Regions from separate parts of the Pan troglodytes genome. Here region 1 is linked to region 2. The links are chromatin contacts, called in public HiChIP or PLAC-seq maps. All regions are on one chromosome and are shown on one strand. Each heading gives the region's core, a stretch centred on a gene start, on an enhancer-like site or on the middle of the called end of the contact. The rest is flanking DNA. Distances are from core to core; before and after follow the strand shown.

The links. HiChIP or PLAC-seq counts read pairs in DNA pulled down with a chosen protein or histone mark.
Region 1: an H3K4me3 HiChIP or PLAC-seq map of stem cell-derived excitatory neurons shows a contact between it and region 2, with 6 times the contacts expected there. The contact joins the promoter of KMT5B here to the promoter of NUDT8 in region 2. A contact is called at or near these places in 1 of 7 Hi-C or Micro-C datasets (stem cell-derived neural progenitor cells) and 1 of 1 datasets of contacts at active chromatin or transcription factors (stem cell-derived excitatory neurons).

The regions. Positions count from the first base shown.
Region 1 is chr9:70,254,510-70,257,968 of NHGRI_mPanTro3-v2.0_pri, forward strand. It overlaps KMT5B (lysine methyltransferase 5B), which reads right to left and starts at 1,860. Exons shown (of 11, transcript XM_009423578.5): 1 at 1,677-1,860.
Region 2 is chr9:69,948,643-69,952,055 of NHGRI_mPanTro3-v2.0_pri, forward strand. NUDT8 (nudix hydrolase 8) reads right to left here and starts at 2,103. Exons shown (of 4, transcript XM_522294.9): 1 at 1,698-2,103; 2 at 900-1,032; 3 at 304-381; 4 at 1-232. The coding sequence starts at 1,891. TBX10 (T-box transcription factor 10) reads right to left here. Exons shown (of 7, transcript XM_016921381.3): 7 at 3,301-3,413.

The DNA of each region.
Region 1 (3,459 bases), core at 610-3,109, 310 kb after region 2:
AGCTTGGGAGAGGGACCAGAATGTCGAATGTTTAGAGATTACAAAGTGAAAAATGGGCTGGAGTTCCCACACAAGCCGGGATTAGAGCGTTTGTGGACTCTAACCTGGGAATATAAGGCGCTCCAAGAGGGACAGGGCCACACCTCTGGTTCAAATTGCTAAACCTTCAGATACACAATAAATCTGTATTTACAGCAAGCAGCAATTTATGTATTTCAACATGCACACATTATCTGTAATTATTTCAGGTAAAAATGGTTTCCTCCTCTTTTGAAAATACTTCTTTTTACTACTAATTATCAATATTATAGGCGTGTTCTCAATATTAAAGACTAAAGGAAAAAAGTTATAGCTGGCAACTGCATCCTCTAAAGATCCTACACAGCAAAGTTCAGACCTATATGGCCATCCTCAACTACACTTTATATCAAACTGGTTTAAATCGAAAAAGGGCCACATCACAAAGAACCACAATCAATCAAATTAATTCACCTGCCCTCTATTCTAAGGAAAACTCCCCCCACTCCAGGTAAATTTCATTTGGCAAATTCTTAAAAATTAACTTGAAAGAACACATGTTCACCTCCCCAGTATTCCGAAAGTTCCACCACTTAATAAATCGTTAAGTTACTGTTTCAGACCCGGGTCCAATAAACCCAAACAGACTGAATTTCTCAGCACCCAACTTGTTTCTATCTTAATCCAGCAAGTTGCATCGAGTTGTCATTGTTCCTCCTTCCAAGGCGGAGGTGACAACGGTGCACATCATCCGCGGATACGTGGAAGGACAGACAGACACCAGGGGACGCAGGGAGAGCGGATAAAGCACAAAGGAGAGGCAGCGGCCGCGGGGTCGCCGGGCCACGGCCAGGGGCGCCGTCGGGGAGGAGGGTGGGCTGCAGGACGAGCTCGGGAGGGCTCCGAAATGCGCTCGGGCCAAAACAAAAACAAAAAGTTCAGCGCGGCAGTGGGAGCAGATTGGGCGAGACGGTTCACGGCTGCCCATTGGAGAAAAGGGAAAACAGAGTCCCCCAATCGCGAGCGGCGGGGCTGCTCCCCTCGTGCGGCCGCGGGCCCGGCCCCGACGCTGCCCGGCGGCCGCTACCGCTCCCTTCCGGCCGCGGCCACCACTGCAGGCCCCGCGCCGGCCCCGCACCGGCCCGGCCGCAGCCCCGCCCCCCGCGCCCGGCCGCTTGCGCCCGGCCCCGGCCCCACCCGCCCTGGCCCCAGAGCCCTGCGACCGGCCTGGGCCCGCGGTCCCCCACGTCCCCGCCCGCCCCGTCACCGAGGCCGCCCCCCGCACACCCTCGCCGGCGCCCGCCCCTCCCCCGACTCACCGCCTGCGCCGCCCCGCTCCTCCTCGGGGCGCGTCCCAGGCCCCGCTGCCCGGCCGCTGCGATGCGGGTCCGCGCCGCCGGGCCCCGCGTCCCAGTCCCCCCCAGAAAATTAATCACCAAAAATAATTCCAGAGAAAAATGGAGAGTAAAATCCAAGATGGCGGCGCGGGCCGCAGCACCGCTCGCTCCCTCCGCTGACGGGAAAAATGAGTCCCCGCAGCGTCCGAGCCCCCCGCCCCCAACCGGCCGCCGCCACCGCCGTCGCGCCCCCCGCGCCCCCGGCCTCGGCTCGCCGCGCCCCCGGCGCCCGCCCCCGCGCCCCGCCACCCGGGGCCTCACCTCCGCCTCGCGCACGGCCACCCGTACGAAAACCGTCCGCCGGCTTCAGGACTCCGCGTCCCAGGTCCGTGCGCCGCGCGGTGCCGCCTCCGGTTCCCGGGCGTCCTCACCTCATCGCCCCGCAGCCCTGCCGCCCGCACCGCCGCCGCGTCGCCGCCCCCGGTGAGCCGCCTGGACCCCGCCCGGGCACGGTGGAAGGATACGAAAAGAAGGCCGCGGCCTCGACGGCGGAGGGACACCGTGCGGCGCAGCCGCCACAGTGTGCGCGCGCCTCCCGCCCGGCCCAGCCGCCGCGGCGCTTCCACGGGGGCTCTGTGCGGGACGCGGGCACGCGCGGGGAGCGAATTCTGTGCCGGGCGCTCCCGACGGCGGAGGGACAAAGGGCGATTCGGAGCGAGCCGTCGCCTCCCCTCGTGGCGGAGGGATTCGCGGCCGGCCGGTAGGCGGCTGGGATCCCTCCGCCCTCCCTGCCCTTTAAATCGCGGCTGAGGCGGCGTCGCCCGCGCCCCGCGGGCGCCACCTTAGGGTCCCCTGCAGCCCTTACGCGACCGCATTCCGGTCCCGGTCCCCGCGGGACCGCGGCGGCTGTCCCGGGCCTTGGGTCTTTGCACACCTGCCCCTACCAGGGACGGCTCTAGAGCCAGCCTCTCGGGCTGCAGCCCTGGGGAAGGGGACCCCCCCCCTCCCGCCGCGCGTCCCAGTTGCTCCGAGGGAGGTGGCCCCGGGCAGACGAGCGTTTTTGTTGTGGGAATGGGGGTCACTGGCAGCAGATGCACCCTAAGACCGTGTGGGTAGGCTGAGCGTTCCTGCGCGGAGCATGCGAGGGAGGAGGAGAGCGGGCGCGCCTTGGCCTGGCCCCCCGCGGGCCCCGCCGCCCCCAGCACCCACTATGTGCCCCGCGCCGTGCTCCGCTCCACTCCGGGTGTGCCCTGCGCGCTGGCCGTGCGGTCCCTCCTCGGGGATCCCGGGCTGGCGGGGAGATCCTGAGGGACCGGGCCGCCTGCGAGCCGGGGAGCTGCGAAGCTTGCCTGGGCATCGATCTTGTAGTCCAGACAACAGAACGATGAGCGCGCTCCCGGCCCCTGCGGGGCTGCCCAGGGCCTCCGCGCATCCTCCCTCTCACGCGTCAGGACGACCCCCGGAGGTGGGGGCCATGTGGGTCCCACTTTACACCTAGGGAAACTGAGGCACAGGGAGTTCCGTGACCTCTATGACAACTAGTCAGGGCTTGAGCCAGAGCCCTCATTCAGCATTCGGGTGAAAAATGCAGAATAAATCAGGAAGCGGGTGCGGAGGACCTCCAAGAAGTTGAGGTTGGCATAGGCGTGCAGATGCCTGGAACTTGGTGCCGGCAGGTGCCCAAGGAAGCGCAGACCTGGAGTGTGAATTGAAGCGTGTTGGGGAAAGGGGGTGCCTAGGATATGGGCGGGTAGTGGGACCAGCCAGTGTCAAGGCCCTGGGAGGGGAGAGAGGCTGCCCTTGCCACAGAGAGGAGGCGGGCAGGGCAGGCAGCTCAGTCAGATGCCAGGAAGAGCCGCAGCCTGCCTTAGTTTTCCCCTGCGGCTCCAGGGCCATCATCCTCCACAAAGGATGATGAATCGAGGCCGTGGACGACCACCCATCACAAGAACTGGACTAAGTCCAACTAACACTGACGCACAGCGCCTCCCTCATTTGCCCTCATTCTCGACCTTGACTTTGGCTGGTAGACATGATGCTCATTACCGCCTTCCACAGAGGGAAACTGAGGCACGGTGACTCGCTGAGGGCACATGGCTGACGG
Region 2 (3,413 bases), core at 853-3,352:
GACCCTCAGCCCCTGAGCAGGTCAGGCCGGCCAGGCGGGGCTGGTAGGTACCAGGTGCCAGCAGCTGCAGGGCAAACTCGGTGATGACAGCTGTGAGGCCCCAGACCCGGTGTGGTCCATGCAGGAAGACGGGTAGTGTGTAGCGGAAGTGGCCACCCCGGCAGAAGTGGGTATAGCCCTGATTCTGCGTCTGCAGCAGGTGGGCCAGCGGCAGTGCAAACACCTCATCTACCTGCAGGCAGGAGGCAGAGAGGGTAGACAGAGGACTGGAACAGCCCAACCCCCTCATATCCCCCAGCTCACCTCCTCCGAGTTGGGCCTGAGGCTCTGGGGATCCAGTGGGCCTACACCAGCAAGCACTGGCACCACGGTGGCCTTTTGCTGGGGAAGAGGGCAGGTGGTCAGGGAAGCATGGCCTTCGCTGGGTTTGAAGGCTGGGGAGGGGAGTGTGACAGGAAGACCCCTTTGCCATGCATAGGCCTTTGGTAGTCATGTTCGGGTCCACCTGCCTGTGTCCTCCAGCCATGCTGACTGACTCAGGTCCCCTCAAATGCACTAGACCTGTTCCCTCTGCTTAGGACAATCTCCCACTTGGCATTCAAGCCTGGGTTCAATCCCTGCCTACCCCATGAAGCTTCCCTGACCCTAATCCACCAAACTGAGTGGAGCTGGACCACCCCATCGCCCTGGGCCACCTCTACTCAGGGCACCAGAGCCTCCCCAATCCCTTCCCGAGGGGGTGTGTGGGGTGGTGCATGTGACCAGGCAGGTTAGGGGCACCCTTCCACACTTTGTGCCCGTGGGGGTCCATGACCACTCTCCTGGTCCCTGGGAGCCCAGCTCCAGGGCAGGCACAGAGTGAGTGAATGGGGTGGGGTGGCCTCAGCCAAGTGGCTCACCGGATCATACACAGGCCGCAGCAGGCCCCACACGTGCTCCTCGGGCACTGCCAGGCCCAGCTCCTCCCGGGTTTCCCGCAGGGCCGTGTGCACCACATCTTGGTCAGCCGGGTCGCACTTGCCGCCTGGGAAACTAAACAGACACAAGGAGTCTGGTCCTTGGACTCTTGGGGCCACGGAGAGGTCGGGGTGTCGGCAGTGCGGGGGGGCCACTGGCCCACCAAAGTGTCGCCTGCCTCTGCCCCTAGTTTACTGGGAGGCCCCAGGCAAGCCACGCGACCTCTGGAGGCCAGTTTACCTCCCTGAGCAATGGGGATAAGGAAGAGAGTCCCGGGACAGCGCAGGATAAGAGGGTCTGCAGCAGGGGCAAGAAGATCCTGGGGCTCAGATACCCAAATTCGGCCTATGGTGGCCCCAATAACACTGACATTGTCCTCAGGATGTTCTTAATTCCCGCCGGGCGGGGCTCGAATCTCTCCGTAGTCGCCGGCAGGGGGCGGCGTCCGCCCTCTAAGCGGGAAACAGCTCAAAGGGGTGTCCCGGCCCAGGCGTGCGCGCAAGGACGCGTACGACGGGCCCACGCGGCGAGGACGTGGCGCCCGGGCAGGTGCACCGGGGCCGACGGACACGGATCGCTGACCTCTCGCCGCAGCCCTTGGGCGGAGGGACTCTCCCCAGACCCATTTTACGGAGGCGGAAACCGAGGCTCGAAGGGGCTAAGTGCCCTGCCAGAGGTCCCTGCCAGCCCCGGGCTCCTGTGGCCTCCGGCAAAGGGCTAGGAGTTCCCGGCCGCTGTACCTGACGTCGCCCTTGTGCCTCCCGGTCAGGCGGCTGGACCGCAGCGTGTACAGCAGCGCCGGGACCCCACGCACTGAGCAGAGCGGCACGAGCACCGCGGCCGACGCGGGCCGCGCGCGGAGCCGGGCCGTGGCCCCTGCCAGCAGCCGGCGGCAGCGCAGCTCGCCCTCGGCCGACAGGCAGTCGGGCAGCATGTCAAGTCCTGCGCGGCCGGGACACTGAGGGCGCGGGATCGGGCGAGGGAAGAGGCGAGGCGGGGCGAGGCGGGGCGAGGCAGGGCGAGGCGGGGCGGGGCACTCAGCCCGGGTCCCTCCGGAAGCTGAGAGGGAGAAGGGGCAGCCCGCGCGACGCGTCCCGCCTGGGGGGCTGCGGAGCGGCAGCGGCGTCGGGGGGCCTCAGTGGGGTGGGTCTGTTCGTGGGCGGGGCCTGCCCGGAGACGGGGCCTCGGTGGGACTGGGTCTGTTCGGGGGCGGGGCCTGTTTGAAGGCGGGTCCTCGGTGGGACGGGGTCCATTAGGGGGCGGGGCCTGTTTGAAGGTGGGGCCTCGGTGGGACGCGTTGAGTCCCCCGGATGGGAGGGACGGAGGGCGGCGGGGCGGGGCGGGGCCTGCGCGGGAGCCGGACCCGGACGTTACTGCGAAAGGGTGGCGGGGCCTAGTAGGCAATCGAGGTTGGGGCGGGCTGGGGGCGGGGCCTGGACCGGAGCTTTTGCTACGAAGGACTGGGGGGCGTGGCCAGGCGGACTGTGCTTCCGGCAGGGCCGGGCCGTGGCCGGGGGTGTGGCCGCGGGGAGGGAGATGGGCGCGGAGCTGCAGGACCTGCCGGTTGTGTTCTCCGAGATCCTGGAACCACGCGAACCGTGAAGCGCCCGGCGACCGTCCTCGGTCCCGTTGGGTCCTGGCGTTGGGGTGTCTGATGAGGCCCCGCCGGCCCCCACTGGTCCGTCCCTCCCCTAGGGGCTCCAGGATGTACGGAGCCGGGATCCCACGGGGACGCCCCTCTAGGAACCCAGGTCGATCGGTGCGCGAGAGGAGCGTCCGGCCCAGCCCTCCCTCCGGTCCTCCCTCCCGATACCGCTGGGTGGCGCGCGCCGCCCCCAGTCTTGTCTTCCCCTCTGGCTTCGTCGGACTCCAGCCCCAGGCCTTTGACCTCCTTGTCCCAGAGTCCAGAGCTCTTCTCCCTTCCTGCCTTGAGTCTTGACCGGATTCCCAAATGCCTCCCCCGTTCCTACCTCGGCCCCTGTGGTCACTGACCACCGTGGTTCTGCGCCCTTCCACCAGACCCTGGGCTTGGGGACCAGATGACCCCAGCCTTGCGCACAGCATTTAAACGTGGGGTGGCGGGTGTCCGCCATGCTCTGCTGTGTGACGTTGAGCAGGTCCGCGCCTCTCTGAGCGCCAGTTTCGATCCTCATCTGGGCAAGTGCAGCCCTGCCACTGGGCTGGAGTCACCACTTTTAATATTACTGTGTGCTCCCAGGGATGCGGACGGCACTGGGCAGAGCTTCGGGATGCCTACAGGGCTGATGTGGGGACTATGATGGGTCTGGGAGTTCCTGAGGCCCCCACCCACCCTGACCACGACGACAGAAGTGCTCTGACCACTCATGCCAAATAGTTTAATGTTAGGGGGAAGGGAGAGGTAAGGCAGGGTTTTCGGGAGTTACCCCCAAAGCAAGAGGGCATAGTATTCAGGCTGCTGGGGTTGGGAGGTAGAA